Linked DNA regions of Gasterosteus aculeatus: region 2 is linked to region 1. A link is a contact called in public Hi-C data. All regions are on one chromosome and are shown on one strand. Each heading gives the region's core, a stretch centred on a gene start, on an enhancer-like site or on the middle of the called end of the contact. The rest is flanking DNA. Distances are from core to core; before and after follow the strand shown. Region 1 holds the start of pcdh9 (protocadherin 9). Region 2 overlaps pcdh9 (protocadherin 9).

Region 1 (4,370 bases), core at 587-3,086:
AGAGGAGTAGCGCTGGCCAAAGGGTTTGAAGTTTTCACCAGTGGGCGCGCTGAGGTGGTATTGACAAGGAACAAATAAAACCAATGCACCCGCTGGGATTTAATAAAGAGGGAGCTAAACCACAGGAATAGAGTCGGGTAACTTTCTATTTATACATTGCCAAAACAGTAACGGAAGGGGATGGAAGAACGATGGTCTCTCTGTTCATATTTTATACATCCAACTGATAATCCAGCTACGGTAAGCAGCGTGTCCTCTGGTCCTGAGTAAAAACAACTCAAGATAGTGTATTAATGCACAATGTCAAGCACTGACACTTGCTTAGTGGGCAGGTGGTAGTTGTACAGTATTGAAAGTGCCAGGATTCAGCTCATGTGATAATAGGCTCACTGATGGTTTTCCCCTAGACCCAGCTGATTCATTACATTACGAGGAAGTGCAGAGCGTTGTTCAATTATTTTTTTGACATTGCAATGGGTTTGGATAATTCAAGATCTTCAGGCCGGATTCATTTGCAATATTTTGAACGTACACCTGGAAAACGTCTCTTGCACACAATTATGTGAAGACATAACCTGCATATCGTGACAAACAAGACACACAAAAAAGAGTTAGTCGAACTTACTCATATCCTGTTCAAATGTGTCATATTGAAGAACTCTATTACAGCTGTAGACAATATTCTCAGTGAGAACATCCTCACAGTGAGTGGGATTTTTTTTCATGAGGTAAAGTTGTGCAACATGATTAAAACATCGTGTTGCACTGAGAAACAATATTCTCACTGTGATTTTCCTGGGAAGGTGATTTAATGTTGCATAAGAACACAAATAATGCATTGAAAAACTTTCAAATAAATGTTAGGTGTTAGTTGTGTTTTTTAGGGGAACAATGGCACACAGAGAGAAACCACACTGGCATCATCCTGCAGGCGTGTTTGCTGCTTCTTGGCTGCGTATCAACGCCGAAGTCACGACAAGAACGGATTCACTTTTCCAGCACCGGCTCCTCAGACTTTATCAAAGTTAGAAAATGTGTGAATTACCTGTTTGCCCTTGTACTTTATCAGACATGGAAAATAAACTTTTTTTTGCTTGTATTATTCATGAGGCCATTTCAACGGCACGAAGTGGTCAATAAGTCAGTGTGAGAATCAAGGTGAATGGAGTGATTGACTGGACCCGTGTATGGGGAATCATAAGGCCTTAGGTTTGGACCCTTCCCTCAGGCCCTCTCTTCAATACAAGAATGTAGGAGGAACACCCGAAGACCTAGAGCAAATATTAGCATACTTCTCATCATATTATTATTCATCACTTGTAAGGAACTTGACTTAGCTGCAGCCAGTTCAAAACAGACTAAATAAGGAGATAACAAATTTGAGAGAATTTGGGAGCCGCTGCGTTTGCAGAGTTAAGGCCCTTCTGGTGTCAAGATCACGTGACACAATCACAGAAGGAACCGATGAGAACACAAGTTTGTGAAAGATCAACTCATCTTTAAGTTCCCATAAATGAGATTTCGACGCACAATTACCATATTAGATCTACTGAGGGGATTGGAAGATGTGGTTATCAAGTACCAGTGTCTTGTACACTTTATAGTATGTTGGTGGGGTGTGAACTACCTCCCCAGTAATGATCCCAACCACCGTTTAACGGGGCCCAGTGGCAACCCACACAAACACCTCAGAGACGTTGGAAAGTCCTGTCGAATCAAAACGTTCTCTCTCTCGTTTCGCAACAACACCCTCCAGGGCAGCAAGTTGAAGCTAGCAATGAGTTTGTAATGACTCCATCTGGCCAGCCGAGCGAGAGCGCACTCCACCACTGTACACGGGTTATGTTGTCACCTTTCCCTGTCACGCCGAAGTGAGAGATCGCTCCTTTCTCTCCTGAGCGAAGGACGCCGACGGCTGCGTCCAGAGGCGGAAAAGGTCAGGCCATCAGGTCGGTTGTGCTAACGTACTGCTGAGCAGGCAGTCAGCCGGCACCCTCGGGAGACATTGGCTGCCTGCTTCTCACCTCAACGGCGTGCGGGTCCCACGTCCTTTGCATCACTCCCGACACCGGGCGGATTCTCACCTCGGCTGTCCCTTCGTTCACACTTTGCTTCTTACGCCCGCCACTTGCTGAACCCTTTATTCTGCTGCCACGGGTTTGTCAAAAAAAGCATGTGCGCTAAAGTGTTGCTTCACTAACGTTTAGTCAGGTGATTCCTGCAGCTGCAAAGCGCCCACGACGGTCCCGGGCATTGGTGTCGGAGCACCTCAAGATGGCAGTGTTCACCACGGCAGGCTACTAAGTCTTTGGAGCTCAACAGCTTGTGTTTCTCAGCAAGAGCAGCAGCATCACAGGCAGAGAGCCGCGGATGGAGTTGGGGGGTTTATCTACTGCATTGAAATTAAGATGACGATGGCAGTGTGCATTAAAGGGTGGCAGGATGTGGACAGCTGACTCTGATTTCTGTGTTACTAAATATGCTACTTTCCAGCTGCACTGTTCCACCTCGGACGTGTGTGTGTGTGTGTGTGTGTGTGCGTGCGTGTACTCGGCTCAGTTACACGGTTCGGCCACCTCTTGTTGCTCTGTGGTCTGGGGTGACGGGCAATTTCAAAGTCACGTCCCAGCCTGCTCGGATCGCCACGGATCATTTGCAAGAAATAGCAAACTCAAAAAAAATGAACAAAAATAAAAGAGAGATGATCAAAGATAAAGACACGCGGTTCACTTCATTCTGCGACGAGGTCGCACCACGCGGAGGCTCGGATGAATGGGACAACTCTCAAGGTTGTTTCTCACGGACACATGACGGTGGCGATCAAACACGCGTGGACAACGGAATCCGTGTCTGGAGGGCGGATCGCCTCACGCAGGGCTTAAACCCTTCATTCCTAGCAAGTCTTCCCCGTTTGGAACCCGGGGCAGTTCGTCCGTTTTGTTTGCTTCAGTCTTGTGTCTTTTGGCGTGAGTGCGCGCGCGCGCGCGTGTGTGTGTGTGTGTGTGTGTGTCCACCCCAATTAGTGGAGCCTCCCCGACAACAGCCTAACAGGTTGGCTGCTGTGTCCCTTCGGAGCCAGTGACTCTGTGCCTTTTCCCATAATCCTCACAATAACGCTTTCATTTTTTTTACTACGTTACCATAAGCGGCACTGGCGGCTTCATCATCCTCATCGGCATCATCACCCCCCCCCCCCCCCCTTACCCCCTCCTCACCCCCTTCGTTAAGCGTCTCCGCAGCCTGCAGCATCTCCACGGAGCATCTCACCGCGGACAGCCCCCCCGCCGGCCTGCATGGAGTGACGTGACTCCGGGCCAATCCCGTGGCCGCTCGGGCTGCCGACGCCACCGAAAGAGAGGGGGGGGGCGGTGTCCAATCACGAGGGCAGGCGGTGGTGGAGGCGTCGGCGTGCGGTGTACTTCACCACCACCGCCACCACCTCCTATGGGTTTACACGGAGTTAGTGCGAGATATTCTGCTCCGGGAGCGAGAGTGCGCGGATAAACGGCACACACACGCTGCGCGTCGGTGTCCCACCGAACAGCCTCTATTCAGGTTACCACGAGATTTATCTCTCTCTCTCTTTCTTCTTCTTCTCCCCCCTTCACGATATCTTTTTAACCTTGTGTCTCCGCCGGCTGATGAACTTGAATCATGACGGGACACCGGTCTCTCCTCTCGAGTTCACCTTGCTGCCTCCTTCACCTGACCAGGTAGCCCGGGGGGGAGGAGGAAGAGGAGGAGGAGAGGGGCGAGAACACAAGGAAAAAGAAGCTAAATAGACACCCGTCTGTTTTCCTCGGGACGTATTTTGGGAGATGAGAAGTGCTTTTCTTCGGACCGGTTCTGCTGTCAGACACCACCAGCCGCTGACGCACCCGGCCGCGTCCGCGGGAGAGCGACGCAATCACCGCGGCTCGCACAATTAGGTACTGTCCTCTTCCTGAAGTTAAATGGGGGAAACGGAACTGCGACATATGCAGCTTCTTATTCATCCCAGTTTGAGCGAGCAGCTGCTTTTACCCGTAACCGAGTCTTGATTACTACTGCGGGGTCAATATATCTTTTCTTCTTCTTCTTCTTCTTCTTCTTCTTCTTCTTCTTCTTCTTCTTCTTCTTCTTCTTCTTCTTCTCCCTCTCCTCTTGCCTGGACCCACCGCTTAATCTGACTGAGAAGGATTTTCTTTACCTGATTAAAGTCTCAGCCGCCCTGGACCTGAAGACTATGAGCTGACAGACTGCGCGTTTTATCCCGCGCTGTACCGGATTTGGGTATGTACGATGAGAATAAGGTCTTCAGTTAGCCGCTACGAATTCAAAGCTCATTTTGAAGGCTTCATTCATGCGCAACCATTCGCTTAGGATCACAC
Region 2 (4,370 bases), core at 688-3,187, 95 kb after region 1:
CCGTTTGATGCCCTTTTGTGTGCTGAGAGAGAAATAGCTGGTTGCCAGGGAAGATTCATCCTTCAAAGGTGGTTCAGCGAGACGCATTTTAGCCTCCCTATCTTTGTACACATTGTTAACCGTGTTTCTACCAAGCCTCCATTTCAATAGGACCACAATTCAGCACATTGTATTTCCTTTTGGCTATTTGGAAAAAGAATTTATAAAAGCCAAAATTAAGTAAAAGCATTTTCTTGGTTCCAAGTCAGCTTTTATAAAAATTCTACTCTTATTTGGGGAACAAAAAAGTCCTCAAACACAACATTTGAATAGTATTTTGAGTGACAGGAAAAATGTGGCTCAGTAGATTTATCAGAAAACAGGAACATACTCAACACCGGCCCTATGCATTTCCAATTCTATTCATGCATTCGTATGGAAGGCAAGGTTCTATTCATCTGCCTTGTTTGGCAGTTACAGGTCAGAACTTTGAACCTCTACTGCTTTCTTGTGAGCCGGAAAACGTTCGACAGAATGATAATAAAAAGAGGTATGCTGATACAATGGAGGAGGTGTGAATTGCTCCATGTCCCTGTCACTCCTACGTTACCGTGTCTAGCATCGATGCTATGGACGACCCACAATTTCCCACTGCCTTCCATATTACCCATGGCCAAATAAAAAGCCTCTGGCAAAAGCTACCTTGAAGGTAGCTTTGGATGGGATGGAAATTGTGTCTGTGTGTGTGTTGAGAGACAGGAAGAGGGGGGGATGGTAAAAGACGGGTGAGAAAAAGAGAGCGAGCACTGTAGGTAGGCAGGGAAAGTAATGGTGCTGTTTATGGATTGGGGCTATTTTGTACATCAAAGTACACAGAAAAGGAGAGAGAGAGACTGTGAGGGAGAGAGGGGGAAGTCTGCTGCAGGCCATTTGATTGTCATTGTTTCTCCTAGGTCACGTGGGAGTGCATACGCCTCGCTTTTTACTCTTTTTTTCCGTTTTCCCTCTTCTGTTTCGTCCTTTCTCGCTGGTAATATCAATGAAAATTCTATTGACATAAGACTATAACAACCACAACTCGCTCTTCTTTGTTGTTTCCACGGATCAAAAACTCCAGATTGCTCTGTGTCCTGCCTCGCTCGGTGTCTCTCTAATATGCTGTGTACGACCTACCCTCCTAAGCCTTTCATAATCATTTTAAAGTAGTCAGTCTTAATCGCTTCATCCCTCTCCTTAATCTCATCATACGTATTCTTTAATCTCCTCATAGCAATACTCTGTCTGCATACACGGTTATTCCCGGCGTAATTATCGTGGCTGTTTTGTCTAAATGCACAGGTTTTATTTTTCTTATGGCCCCAACATTTGATGTCATTCGTGCTTACTAGTCTGTCTAATGACCCCGACACACAAAAGAGTACTCAAATGTGCTACTGATATCTCAGAACGCACATGATATGCAGCTGACTGTCTGACTGAAAGACTCATTTCAGTTTGAGAAATTACGATTTCTAAGCAGAGTCACGGGTGCAGAAAGCTAATGAAATTCAACATTAGAAGGTCCGTTAACGTGCGTCATGCTTTGACGTACATTTACGCCCACGTTAATCACAAGTCGCAAAATGGAGCCTCTTCCTCTTTCCTGCGACTGGTGCGGAGTGTCCTTCAGGTCTCCTTCCAGCGTCATGTGTGAGAGCCTGTCCAAAGAGATTTGACAAGGGCCCTGCAAGGAGAAGGAAATAAAACCCAGAGAGATGAGGCAAACATATTAATCTTGTTAAGTTAAACGCCGACCCCCCCCCTCCTCCCAGTGCTCCCCTGCTCTGCTCCTCTCCCCGTTCCACACCCAGATAATGTGCAGCGCTCGCAGTGAAAAATCAGCTAATTTCAGACCACGACTCAGTCTGACTTACAGAGACTCTTAGGGTGGTGCTGAGCTCTGTGCTGCTTCTCCATTAGTCGCCCCCCCACCGCTGCCTCTGCCTTTGTGTCTGTCGCTGATTCTACGACTGACTGTGTCTCTCTCCAGCACACAGGCTCCCTCGTTCAATCATCGGTCCCCTGCTCTCTATCCACGCACACACTTACAGGAAAAACACTTGGGCGCATTTATCTCGGCCCTTCATCCTCGGCCCATCCGTGACCTTGAGATATTTGATGGATGCGGGTCTCTGATGTAAGTGAGTTTTAAGTTGTAGATTGACAGGGATTGAACATATTGATTATATTACTGAAACAGAGAGAGAGAGGGGAGAGTGGGGTGATAGACAAACATTAAAATCACACAAATTACAGGGTGGAAAAAAAGAGAGGGAAAAATAAGTGCTTTCATAGAGCGCATAGAGTTGATGGACAATGTTTCCCCCTTGTGGTGCTGGCAAGCAGGTAGGGCGCATTCATAGTGTGTCTTTAAAACCAAAGTGCAGAATTTGAACAAAAATGTGCGATGATTGTTTTCCCCTGGGGAATAAAAAAAGGGAATGAACCTCGGATCTCTCTCTCTCTGCGAAAATCCAAACATCTGTAATTATCACGAACAGAAGCATCAGCATGGTCTCATCCCTGAACCCGCAGACCTCTATCCGACAGCTGCCCTTAGTGAACCAGTTCAACGTAGCCCACTGTGTGTGTGTGTGTGTGTGTGTGTGTATTAAGTTTAAAAAAGGAAAAGATTAAACATACTTTTTTTGTACAAAAGAAATGTAAAGCATAGTTAAATTGAGATTTAAAGGTATTTGAGTATATAATCTTGTGTCATGAGGTAGAAACTAACTGAATCTGCCCGATATTTAATTTATGCCTCATCTGTCAGTACAGCAAATTGGGAAATCTTATCAGTCATCTTTGGCAGACGTTGTTCAGCAAAAGGGAAAATTGCTTTTTAAATTTCACTTGAGTGACTATCCAGGCCTTCTATGCTTTCTACTGGTTCAGTATGTTGTCTCCTCACTGAGGAATTAGATTATTCTTTAGCCTAAGTGACCATTGACAATCCCACATCTCTGTCATATCCGGACAAATTTCCCTTTTACATCCTCTGGACCCCCTTTGCTTCTGCAAGACAATGGAGGTCAGCCCACTAATGCTGACCACGGCTTTTCAAAGGGCAGAGGGAGAAAGACTTAGACAGAGAGAGAAGCAACTTTATTGAACCGCTGCATCTCTGGACTTGTTTCAGCACTATGCCATTACAAGCATTAAGATAGTAGGCTTTCTATATGTTGAGACACAAATCCATGGAATTTAAGCAAAATATCATGTAAATTGTGAGTCACATCTATACTGATACCACAAAGTGCGGCTCCTGTTTCTGGCTTTAGGATTTACTTTGGGAATGCATCCAGACTGACCAGCAGACGGAAGGGAGACACGTTGGAGCTGATCCTTGTGTCCCTTGGCCGTGAGCGGTGGCTGGTGCGATGTGTGTGTCCCTGAGTGAGTGTTTGCGAGCATGTGTCCTGACCAAATGCACAAGCATATGGTCACCCTGTGACTGTAGATATGCCATTAATGCTGCACGGCCCTGAGAGCTTACACCGCGTCTGTTTTTCATTCTGCGATGCTTTGATGGCACCGCCCGTTTCCACCATTATGCTTTAAGCCGTTGATGCTACTCTTCCACGAGAGATGAAGATTATTCCTCAAATGTGCAACAGAGATTGGACAGATTATCTCTGCGCAGATACTGCTACGCTGCTGCAATTTAGTCCCGATGCTCTCAGTTTCCCCTGCAGCCTAATGTTCGGCTGCATGCAACTGAAAGCTGTAGTTTATTCATGATATCAGAACGTGCCACTTTTCTGCAAGCTTTCTAAAAGTAGTTACATAATACAATAACTGCACTAATGCCTCCAACACCAACACACATGGCATTCAGTCCAATATCAAAGACAATCTATAGTCTTATGAATATATGCTTTTTTTAGGATTAACTCAAAAACAGAAAATCTGTTCATGGTATGATGGTTTATAAGTGTTATTCCTCCTTGGAAAGCTTCAGTAACATGAATTTGAGGCTGAACCCCAACACCCCAACACCACTGACAGTGAACAAGGCTGTGAAATGTGTTATTTGTGGCGTTGTGTTTATAGTGTCGGTAAAGGCCATGACATTTGTACGAGCATTATAGATTATAAACTGAAAGGATGTGGCTGACAACTCCCAGGTATTCAATCGTGTCTCCATAACTTATCGGGACACACAAATCTGGAACATCTACTCCATACTAACCTATTTGTGTTGAATCCATTACAGTTCAAATAGCCTTGAAATGTGCATTTTAAAACAAATGAGTTTGAAGAGATGAACACTGGGAGGCCCCGGAGAGTCCAGCAGAAATCACCAGGGGTATGACATTCTTTAGCTAAGAGAGAGAGGCAAGAACCCTTTC

Evidence for each region. Hi-C and Micro-C count contacts between places; a contact is called where the count stands out from the background.
Region 2: a contact with region 1 is called in a Hi-C map of skeletal muscle, with 3 times the contacts expected there. The contact joins the enhancer-like site here to the promoter of pcdh9 in region 1. A contact is called at or near these places in 3 of 6 Hi-C or Micro-C datasets (liver and skeletal muscle).

Annotation. Positions count from the first base shown.
Region 1 is chr12:8,103,540-8,107,909 of fGasAcu3.hap1.1, forward strand. pcdh9 (protocadherin 9) reads left to right here and starts at 1,837. Exons shown (of 5, transcript XM_078084999.1): 1 at 1,837-3,929.
Region 2 is chr12:8,198,499-8,202,868 of fGasAcu3.hap1.1, forward strand. All of the region lies in intron 3 of pcdh9 (protocadherin 9), which reads left to right. Among protein-coding and RNA genes, the nearest start is that of pcdh9, 95 kb to the left of the region's middle. Within about 2 kb of position 1,938, at least 1 of the 9 cell types and tissues checked has open chromatin away from gene starts, as enhancers often do.